Regions from separate parts of the Rattus norvegicus genome. Here region 1 is linked to region 2. Evidence: chromatin contacts called from public Hi-C data. All regions are on one chromosome and are shown on one strand. Each heading gives the region's core, a stretch centred on a gene start, on an enhancer-like site or on the middle of the called end of the contact. The rest is flanking DNA. Distances are from core to core; before and after follow the strand shown.

Region 1 (4,582 bases), core at 1,981-4,480, 110 kb before region 2:
TGGCTCTTTAGAACACAACAGCAAATCTAGACGATCAGAAGCCAGCAGTCCCAACATCTCCCTTAGTAAATGTGAAAGGTTTCAAAGTCCTCTGCACTCGAGCACTAATCACAGGGCATGGCAATGCTTCTCAGGCTCTATGGACTCGGTTTGCTTGTTCAATAGGACATCCTGGCAAATTGTACATGGTTAACAGAAACCAGACTACTGGGGTTATCTTTACTGCAGAGACCAAAGATTCAGGCTCATGGGAAAATACTTTTCCAGGGCCCTTATGTCCTGTCTTATAATTTAAAAACCACCAGAGAATTTGTGTAAAATGCTCATTATATAGCAACATCTTCAGTTACAGTTATTTGGCTGTTCCCAGTGATAGTCCAGGATCGTAAGAACCTTTGGGGGGCTAGTGAGACCAAGCAGCCCCCGCAGTGTCACCGTGTAGATTAAGGCTTGAATGCACTTAACACCTGTAGTCTTAGACCTGAAGAATAAAATTCAAAGCCAAAAACATGAGCCTTTGCTCTGTAGAAAAACCTGGCCATTGGTCAGCAACCTTTCCTCACTGGTATTGAGTTAGATTGAAGCCCTGCTGAGGGCTGGCCTTAAGCTCATGATCCTCCTGCTTGTCTCAATGCTGTCATTATAGGTGCAAATTACCATGCTCAGCTACAGACACAGTTCTCAAAGGTCTCGAGCATGCCAGCCCTGTGGTATACACTGCTAATCCCAGCTCTCAGGTGACAGACACAGCCCGGGTTACATAGCAAGACGTAGTCTCGGCCAGTCAATGAATCAGCTATTCATGCTCATACCTAAAATGAAATGTTGAACCAATTGATCTATAAACGCTGAATATGGTTGGTTTGGTTTTTTAAGACAAGGCCTCACTGTGTAGCTAGCCCATCCAGTTTGGTTTTCAGCTTGTGGCAATCCTTCTCAGGCGCTGAGATTATAAGCTTGTACCCCCACGCCTGATTTTCTGGAAAGTTCTTGGCAGACTTGACAATGTTTTTGAAGCAGGCTTCTTGATACTTCTTACTCATACTAACATTAAGAAACTTTTGGAATTTGTTCCTTCTTAGTGGCTCTTCTCAGGTTTTGTTTTTTTTTTTTTTTGGTTCTTTTTTTCGGAGCTGGGGATCGAACCCAGGGCCTTGCGCTTCCTAGGTAAGCGCTCTACCACTGAGCTAAATCCCCAGCCCCCTCAGGTTTTGTTTTGATATTTTTTTCTGTTTTTTGTTAGTTTTTTTTTCCATTTTTATATCTATGGGTGTTTTGTCTGCCTGGATGTCTTGCATTACACACTTTGGACATGTGTATAATGTCCAAAGAGACCAGGAGAGAGTGTTGCATCCAGTGCTTTTTAACTGCAGAGCTGTCTTTCCATTCCCTTTTCTTGTTACTTTTTAAAAAGCTTTTTTTCTTTGTGTGTGTGTGTGTGTGTGTGTGTGTGAGAGAGAGAGAGAGAGAGAGAGAGAGAGAGAGAGAGAGAGAAAGGCAGAGAGAGAGAGGAGAGAGCCAGTTGGGTGTGTGTCCTTGGGAGCCTCTGAGAGCCATAGGAATTATGGGCTGGTTCAGACAGAATTTGGGTCTTCTGAAAGCAAGTTAACTGTTAGGGTATCTCTCGTCCCCCTTAGTACTTTTTAAATGTTATAGAATTGGTAGATCTACTTTTAGGGGCCTGAGTAAGTATATAAGAATTAACTGTACTGTTGGTTGAAATTATATATTCCAAAACTGGGTATAGTAAAACATGCCTGTAATTGTAGCATTTGGGAAGCCAAAACAGGAGGATTGCTACAAGTTTGACACCATCCTGGGCTACATTGTCAGATTCTTATCTCAGAAAATAAAAAGATCAATTCTCCCATAGCCCCTTGGAATGGGCCTATATCTCTGAGGTAGATTAACTGCCTATGGCACAAGATCACGAGTACTATATCAATACCACAATAAATTCCTGCATTTCACTTTGGAAATTGATTCACAAGTTGGTCTCAGGAATCTTATCCCTGTAAAGTGACATAGGTTTTATGGTTAATGTAGGTGGCTATCTAACTTGAAACCCTAGGACACTTGCTTATTTTCCGTATGGACCCCAGAATGACTGGCTAACTCTTGGTAATAGTAGTGAGTAATAATTCATAAAAGGGAACAGTCGAGGAAGCACCAAGGCTGGGCCTGAGGCTAAGTTCTAGTACTTCTCTACCCTGTAAATCATCGAGGCAATTCCCAGGCAGACCCTGAATATGGTGCCTTTTAAGGCAGAAAGCATGTCCTGGATTATGAATTAATGAACTACAGGGTACTTCAACTAGGGAGCAAGTGGTTCCGTTGTTCAAAGCCAAGGAGATCAAGAAAACAAACATGGAAGAAAGATACTGCCTAAAGCAAACTGCTTTTTCATAGGATAGACTTTTTGAGTTTGTCCCTTAAAACAGGTTCTTCAGCTGTTCCAGCCAGGATTACTGGCAGACGTAGAAAGAAAGAAAAGCTGGAGACAGTAGTTCATTGCTGTTAAGGGTCTGTCTGCATCATTGTGACAATTTTGAGTTTTTATGTAGTGTGCAGTGACAGGGTCAAAAGCCATGAGTGAACTGTGTTGAGAGTTCTGCCCATGCTCCTATGATTGGAAGAATTTGAAGCATTTTCGTAGGCTTGTGACAACTAGTCTTTCTAGTATTATTATACTTGTCTTGCTGCCATTCCCTGATTATCATCTTTAGTGCTGACAACAAGCAGTCCAGATGCTGAAGTGTGCCCCAGGAGGGAGAATATGGGTTCCCTGTTCATGTTTCAGTCATGATCTTGTCCTGTGCTTCTTGTCTTCATCTTTTTGTGTTCTTTCATTTTTGTCATTTTCAGACTAAATTTGTTTTCTTGATGCGCTTCTCATCTCTTTCCCATCCCTTTGGTTCTCCTTGTTTTCATCTCAGTTCTTGTTTTAGGATCGGTGTGGAGCCTTTTTAACTATTTAGGCTCTGCTTTTGGAAAGATGATGTGGATTCGATTCCCTGAAAATGCTTTCCATGGAAGGAAGTAGGGATTGAATTGAGGGCTTTGCACATGGTGGGCAAACACTATCACTGAGCCACATCCAGCTGTATATTAGAAAAGAGAACTCTAAACATTGCTGAAGAGGCACAAAATAAGGCTGATGAAACAAAGCCAAGAAGGGATCCTTGCAAGGATCTGATAAAACTAGCCTTGCACAGAGTGGTTGCCAAGTACAGCATACCTTAGACTTCTAAGGAATGTGGGAAAATGCGAAGGAAGGAGTCCACAGAATGCTTAGCATAGAGATGAATTAAACACTCAGGACCAGATGGTCTGTTATGCAAACCTTGTGATCCAAGTTCAGTCCTTGGAACCCACGTAAATGTGCAAAGAGAACCAACCTCATAAAGAGCAGGCATGCCTATTAAGCAACGACAAATACTCTATTGGGGGAGACCTTTGTTGTACTGATCTTGATAATTTGCAGTCCAACTTTTGACTACCTGTGTGACCCACAAACCAGTAAACAGGGACTCTGCAGTGGTACTTCATTGGTCATACCTCTAGGTGATTTCGAGAAGCCAGAGCATTTCTTCTGAAGATTCAGACACAACTCCCATAACCTTTGGCCAGGTCCTTAAGCTAGACACAGTAGTAAAAGAGCAGTGGAAATGGCAGTAGGAGATGCATAAACCAGCCCTTAATTACTTCAGATGTTGGCATGAGCACAGACTATAAGAAGAAAGATTAGGGTCAGTGGGCTCCAGTGGTCAGAAGGCCTACTAAACAAAGCCCCGGTAGATGATGTAAGCCTTACAGCATGTAATTAGGAGTGGATAAGAATGCTGGACAATGACATGGAAGTTGAAAGGGTGATGGAGGATAATTCTATATGGGAAAAAAGTAAGGACACTGTTCAAAACTTTTGTGAAACGTGTCCATATTAGCTGTACCTGTTGAAGAATGGAAATAGAACATGTGTCTTCTAAAGAAAAGGCAAAAGCAGAAGGGAAGCTGTAGTTGCTACTTCATCCAATAGAATGAGCTAGGCTTAAAGGCTGCAGCAATAGAGGAGGAGTGTATGTCATCCCAGTGCTGGGGTTAGCATGCAACAAGTGAGCAGAGCAAGAGCAGGAAGCAAGTGTAGAGACAGGGAAGAAGTCTTGAAGTCTCCAAAAGGACAAAGTAATTTGAGTAAAGCTTCAGTAGCTACCATGTGAGTTATGTTAGCTTAAACACAAGGGTAGGATCCAATGCTTTAAGTCTTGCTGCCTCATTTTATAAATTGCCGACATTATAAAAATCTTGAGTAGCTTTCCCCATATTCTAATAGGGCATGATCCAAAGTAGGGCTTAACTAAAACTATAGGCTGCCCAATGACAGGATGGAGGTATGCTTTCTTTTAAAGTGTTACTTGTATGTATGCATGTATGTGTTCATATGTGTGTACACATGAAGGCCAGAGGCCAACTTCTAATATCTTCTATTGATCTCTATTTCGGGGGGAAGTCTCTCTGAACTTGAAGCTTACTGATTGGCTGGCCAACAAGCTCCTGGGATGCAACTATCTCCATCCTCTAATGC
Region 2 (4,449 bases), core at 1,086-3,585:
ACAAGTACTTGTGAATAGGGACCGAGGGAGTTTGGAGGCCTGTATAGGCTTTGATATGCCGCCATAGGTGTATGTCAGTGGAGCTATGTGTCACTTCTGCCAGAGGTAAGGGAAAGGACTACATTTGGCAGATGGGAACTGCTTTCAAAGTTCCCGAGGAATGGTGGCTTTTATTTATCCTCCAGAAATCTTTCTATAGTCCAGCTTGAGCTCATTTCTGTATATTTGGACAGCTGAGAGAACTAACATTCCAGCCTTTTGTTGATGATAAAGGGTGATGCGGTGTCTGTCTTCTGTAGCTGCTTCTTAGATGAGGAGGGTTGTCCTAGCAGTGTGGGAAGGCTGGAATTCCGAGTTGAAGGGTGCGATGGGGTTGGGGTGGGGGAGTGGGGGACAGGATCTTGTTTGCTGAGGGAACAATTACATTGGCTCACCAATGGCAAGGGATCCTCTAGTATTTTTGGCCAGTGACAGATGGAGCCCCTGAAGTTTACATGAATTGTTTTAAGCATAGAACGAGGTTTACGTTTTAGACAGCATGACTACTGTCTGTATTCTGCACTAAAGTACTCATTGTAGAAAAGCAGTTAACAAATGTCTACAGACAGCGGGAATAGACCTTAGAGCCAAAGAAAAGCAAAGCTTGAAAAGTTATTGGCATAAAAGAAGCACGGACATTTATTTACCTGTAATAAGACAGAGATTTCTTGGCAGGGAAGAAAAAGGGGCAGAAAGGATTTTTAGAACAACGAGAAGCTCCTTTAAGACTGTATTTAGAAAACAAAGGAAGGAAATTAAAAATTTTTGAGCCTGTGACTTTGATAATGTTTTTAAAAAGTTTAGTAGCCAGTGTTTTATCAGGGCTAGATGAACATATCAGAACTCCACCGAGCAAACCTTGATGTCCTCACATCGGATGTCATCTTTAAGTCTTGTTTTTCACATACTTTAAATCATTTTCACATACTTTGAATCCCTTCCTCAGGCCTTTGTAACTCGCATAAACTTTAAACCTTTTCTTTTTATCTGGAAATATCTAATACTATGAGGCATAGGTGTTTGATTACTAAACAAGGTCATTGAAAGGCAAGCTCTTTTGAATAAAGGAATAGTAAAAAGCAAGTTTTGGGTAATAGCACGGACAGCTAGAGTTTGCTTTTATGTTGAAATCTGTTTTTGTGAGTTTATCTTTCTCAGCCGGAAGCCTGTCAGCAAGGTAAACGTGTCTGGGAGCTTGCCTTTCTCAGCTGGAGGCCTAAGCTCTGGGAAAGGCCAGGCCTTATTTTAAGTAGGAAATGGTCTGACTAGGCGGCTATATCCGTGAGGGGAGAGGCTGACTAAGGCTACTGTGCTGCTCCTAAACTGATAAAGCACGTAGTCAACATCACCACAGAGACCTGAGGATAAATCTGAGCAGGAAGTGTAAACCAAATGGCCTCTGTGTCAATTAAGAATGACAGATTTACCAGCTACCTGGACAGCCAGTAGAGCGATCTTGATGGCTTTGTTGTGGGCAGAGGTTAAAAGAGTTTTGCAGCCATACAGGGCAGTGTTAAGTCTTCAGTTACCACAATGGGCAGCAATCAGCCCTCAGCCACCAGACCCAGAAGTTCTAAGAGATTTTCTCGTGGGACTTGGGAAAACTACTTGGAGAGACAGAGTAGGGCAGTCAACCCCACAGTTGGGCAGGACCCAGGCCTGGGGTGAGCCTTGGGGCAGTCCTTTGCCACACTTGAAGCAAGCTCCAGGTGGCGTCCGTGGCGGCCCATCTTTCCTGTTACCAGAAGCTGGTATTGTTGTCTATTAGGGTAAAAGCTGTGCAGACTTCCTGGTAGGCACCAGATAGGGAGAGAGGCCGTGGCTAGCTTCTTCACCTACTGACTTTGAGACGAAAGCCTCAAGGGGAGAATCCCTATGGGGAACTGGCTCAACAAGTTCAAGGCCTGTTGAGGACAGGTCACATAGTTTCATAGTTTCGTAGTTTTGGACCAATCAACCTCAAAGTGACCAGCCCTAAAGTGGGGGAGGAAGGCTCTTCAGATGCTTTAAAACCTCAGGACTCAGAGAGAAGAGACTGGGGTTTTCGGCTTCCCGACGAGCACCCTCTCTGCTTTACAGAGGATCCTTTTCTCGGTGTGTCCGATGCGTGAGTGTGTTCCTCACCCTAAGCAGACGCTTTCCTGTAACTGCTGGTTCCGTCCGCGGTGCTCGAGATTTCTCTTTGATACCTATTAACTCTCTAACTTTTCCTGCCTTTTATTTCTTTAACCGCCAGAGAAACTGAACCCAATTAAGACCCCTAAATTCGATTATTTTTTAGACTGTATCATTTTCGGACCTGTCTCCGGATTTCTTCTGAAGACCGTATAATTTTGGGATCTCATCTCCAGATCTCTTTTGAGGACGACTGACTCATCAAGGTAAGAAATCCAAGGGAGATGGCGGTGCTGCGCCGCCGAGTCCAGGTGGCCCAACCGCAACGTGTCCAGGTGCGTTGCTCAGTGTCGGTCACACAGTTACTGTAGCTTCCAGGCAGAAGTGGCTCATTCAGGAGGTGGCACAGAAGCAGGAAGCAGACCTCTGCATAGGCAGTCCTGGCGCCCTGCAGGGGCGTTCTCACAGGGCCATTTACCGTGCCTGCTCACCCTCAGGAGCTGTTATCCCTTGCTCGCATCACAACCTCAAACAGAAGTCCAGATGCAGTGGCGCTCCTGTAATGCTAGCCCTCTGAGGCAGAGGGAGGAGGATCTGCGAGTTTCAGTCAGCCTGGTCTATCGTGAGACTAGCCGCGGATAAGAGACGCTGTGGTCCAGATATTCCCTCCCACCCCCGAATTGGTTTCTAAGTCTTCTAAGGCTTGGTATACCTCTAAAATATGCCGTAATATTTTAGATGCTTATGAATTCCTTCATCTCTAGGAGTACGCACTGAATGACCATACCTTCATTAAAGTTTTTAATCTTTTTAACATCTTTGTTTTGTAAATGTTGTTTTGTAGTAACATAACTATTTTTTCTCCCCACAAGGTGATTCCCATTTTTACTTTGTGTCTTGCTTTTGTTTTTCGAGACAGGGTTTCTCTCTGTGTAGCCCTGGCTGTCCTGGAACTCGATCTGCAGACCAAGCTGGCTTTGAACTCAGAGATCCGCTTGCCTCTGCCTCCCCAAGTGCTTGGATTAAAAGTCTGCGGCCACCACTGCCTGGTCCATTCTTTACTTTTTATATTATGAATAAGGGGTTAGAGCCACACGATCTAAAGATTTTAGTGTCTTTATTCCACGAGGAGCTTTATTTGTTTTATAAAACCATTGGTGTCAATTACTTTTGCACCTACAAGAAAAAATTATTCATTAAAATGGTTACAGTTTCGAATATGGATATATTATGAAATCAGGGAATTTTATATTGAGCAATTCTCCAGAAAATTACACCCCCTGTAACTAGAGCCAAATTCAAAACAAGAGTCACTGTTGGTCTGGTCAATCTCTCAGTAAGTAGATGGGCCAGAGTCAGGAGTCATGCTGGGAAGGTCATGTGTGCTTTAATTTCTGTTTTATTTAAAAACCACTCTGTGTTCTAATATTCAAATGCTCCAAAATGGTTTGTTTCATTGCTCCCCATACTTAATTTTTGGTCTGGGGAATCTTTAAAAATATGATCAACTGGGTGTGGCCAGATCTCTGAGTTCAAGGTTAGTCTGGTGTATGGAGTTCCAGGACAGCCAGGCTACACAGAGAAACCTTGCCTCGGAAAACAACAAAAAGTAAAACAGATCAACTTATGGAGTTTAGTCTCTCGTTCCTCCTTTGCCTAAGTTCAGTGGATTAATTTAGACTGCAGTATTTGTGTAACAAGGGCCTTTAAGGCTGTGTTATCTCAGTGGCTTGCAACACAGTTAAAGAAGACTTCTCTAGGCTTTGTAAGCTATATGGTATTAATTGTTTCATTGCCTTAAACATCATCTAACTAAACACGCTTTTTTACAATTGGTTAATAGCTTGTTTATGAAAGCAAAAACAATTGCCCAGTTATATTTTGTTCCCCAAAGGAAAAAAATAACCATACTCGGTAGAAGCTTAAATTAATGGGGCCAGTTATTAGCCCCCAGTACTCAAAACACAGAGGCAGGATATTTCAAGACTGGTTACCTCAGCATGAGTTCAGGCTCTTTCCAGAACATTCTCATCATTTACAGCAAATCAAATTACTTAGAGCCATCTTTCTTAATATCATATGGCAGCTGTTTGAGTCACAGGTATGACGTCAGATAATGCACTTGGATGAAGGATCTTTTTTTTTTTTTTTAAAAACACCCTATCTTCAACCCAGCAAGATAAAATAAATACACACAGATTCCCCCTAGACCAGTGTTTCTCAATCTGTGGACCGGACCATGATCCTGGGGTCGCATACTACATATTATGATTCATAACAGTAGCAAAATTAGTT

The links. Hi-C and Micro-C count contacts between places; a contact is called where the count stands out from the background.
Region 1: a contact with region 2 is called in a Hi-C map of frontal cortex, with 1.6 times the contacts expected there. The contact joins the enhancer-like site here to the promoter of Tfpi in region 2. A contact is called at or near these places in 7 of 12 Hi-C or Micro-C datasets (the A7r5 cell line, Schwann cells, frontal cortex and 3 more).

Annotation. Positions count from the first base shown.
Region 1 is chr3:90,085,014-90,089,595 of GRCr8, reverse strand. No RefSeq gene overlaps it. Among named protein-coding and RNA genes, the nearest start is that of Ctnnd1, 54 kb to the left of the region's middle. Within about 2 kb of position 3,230, at least 12 of the 93 cell types and tissues checked have an H3K27ac peak or open chromatin away from gene starts, as enhancers often do.
Region 2 is chr3:89,978,610-89,983,058 of GRCr8, reverse strand. It overlaps Tfpi (tissue factor pathway inhibitor), which reads left to right and starts at 2,335. Exons shown (of 8, transcript NM_017200.1): 1 at 2,335-2,420.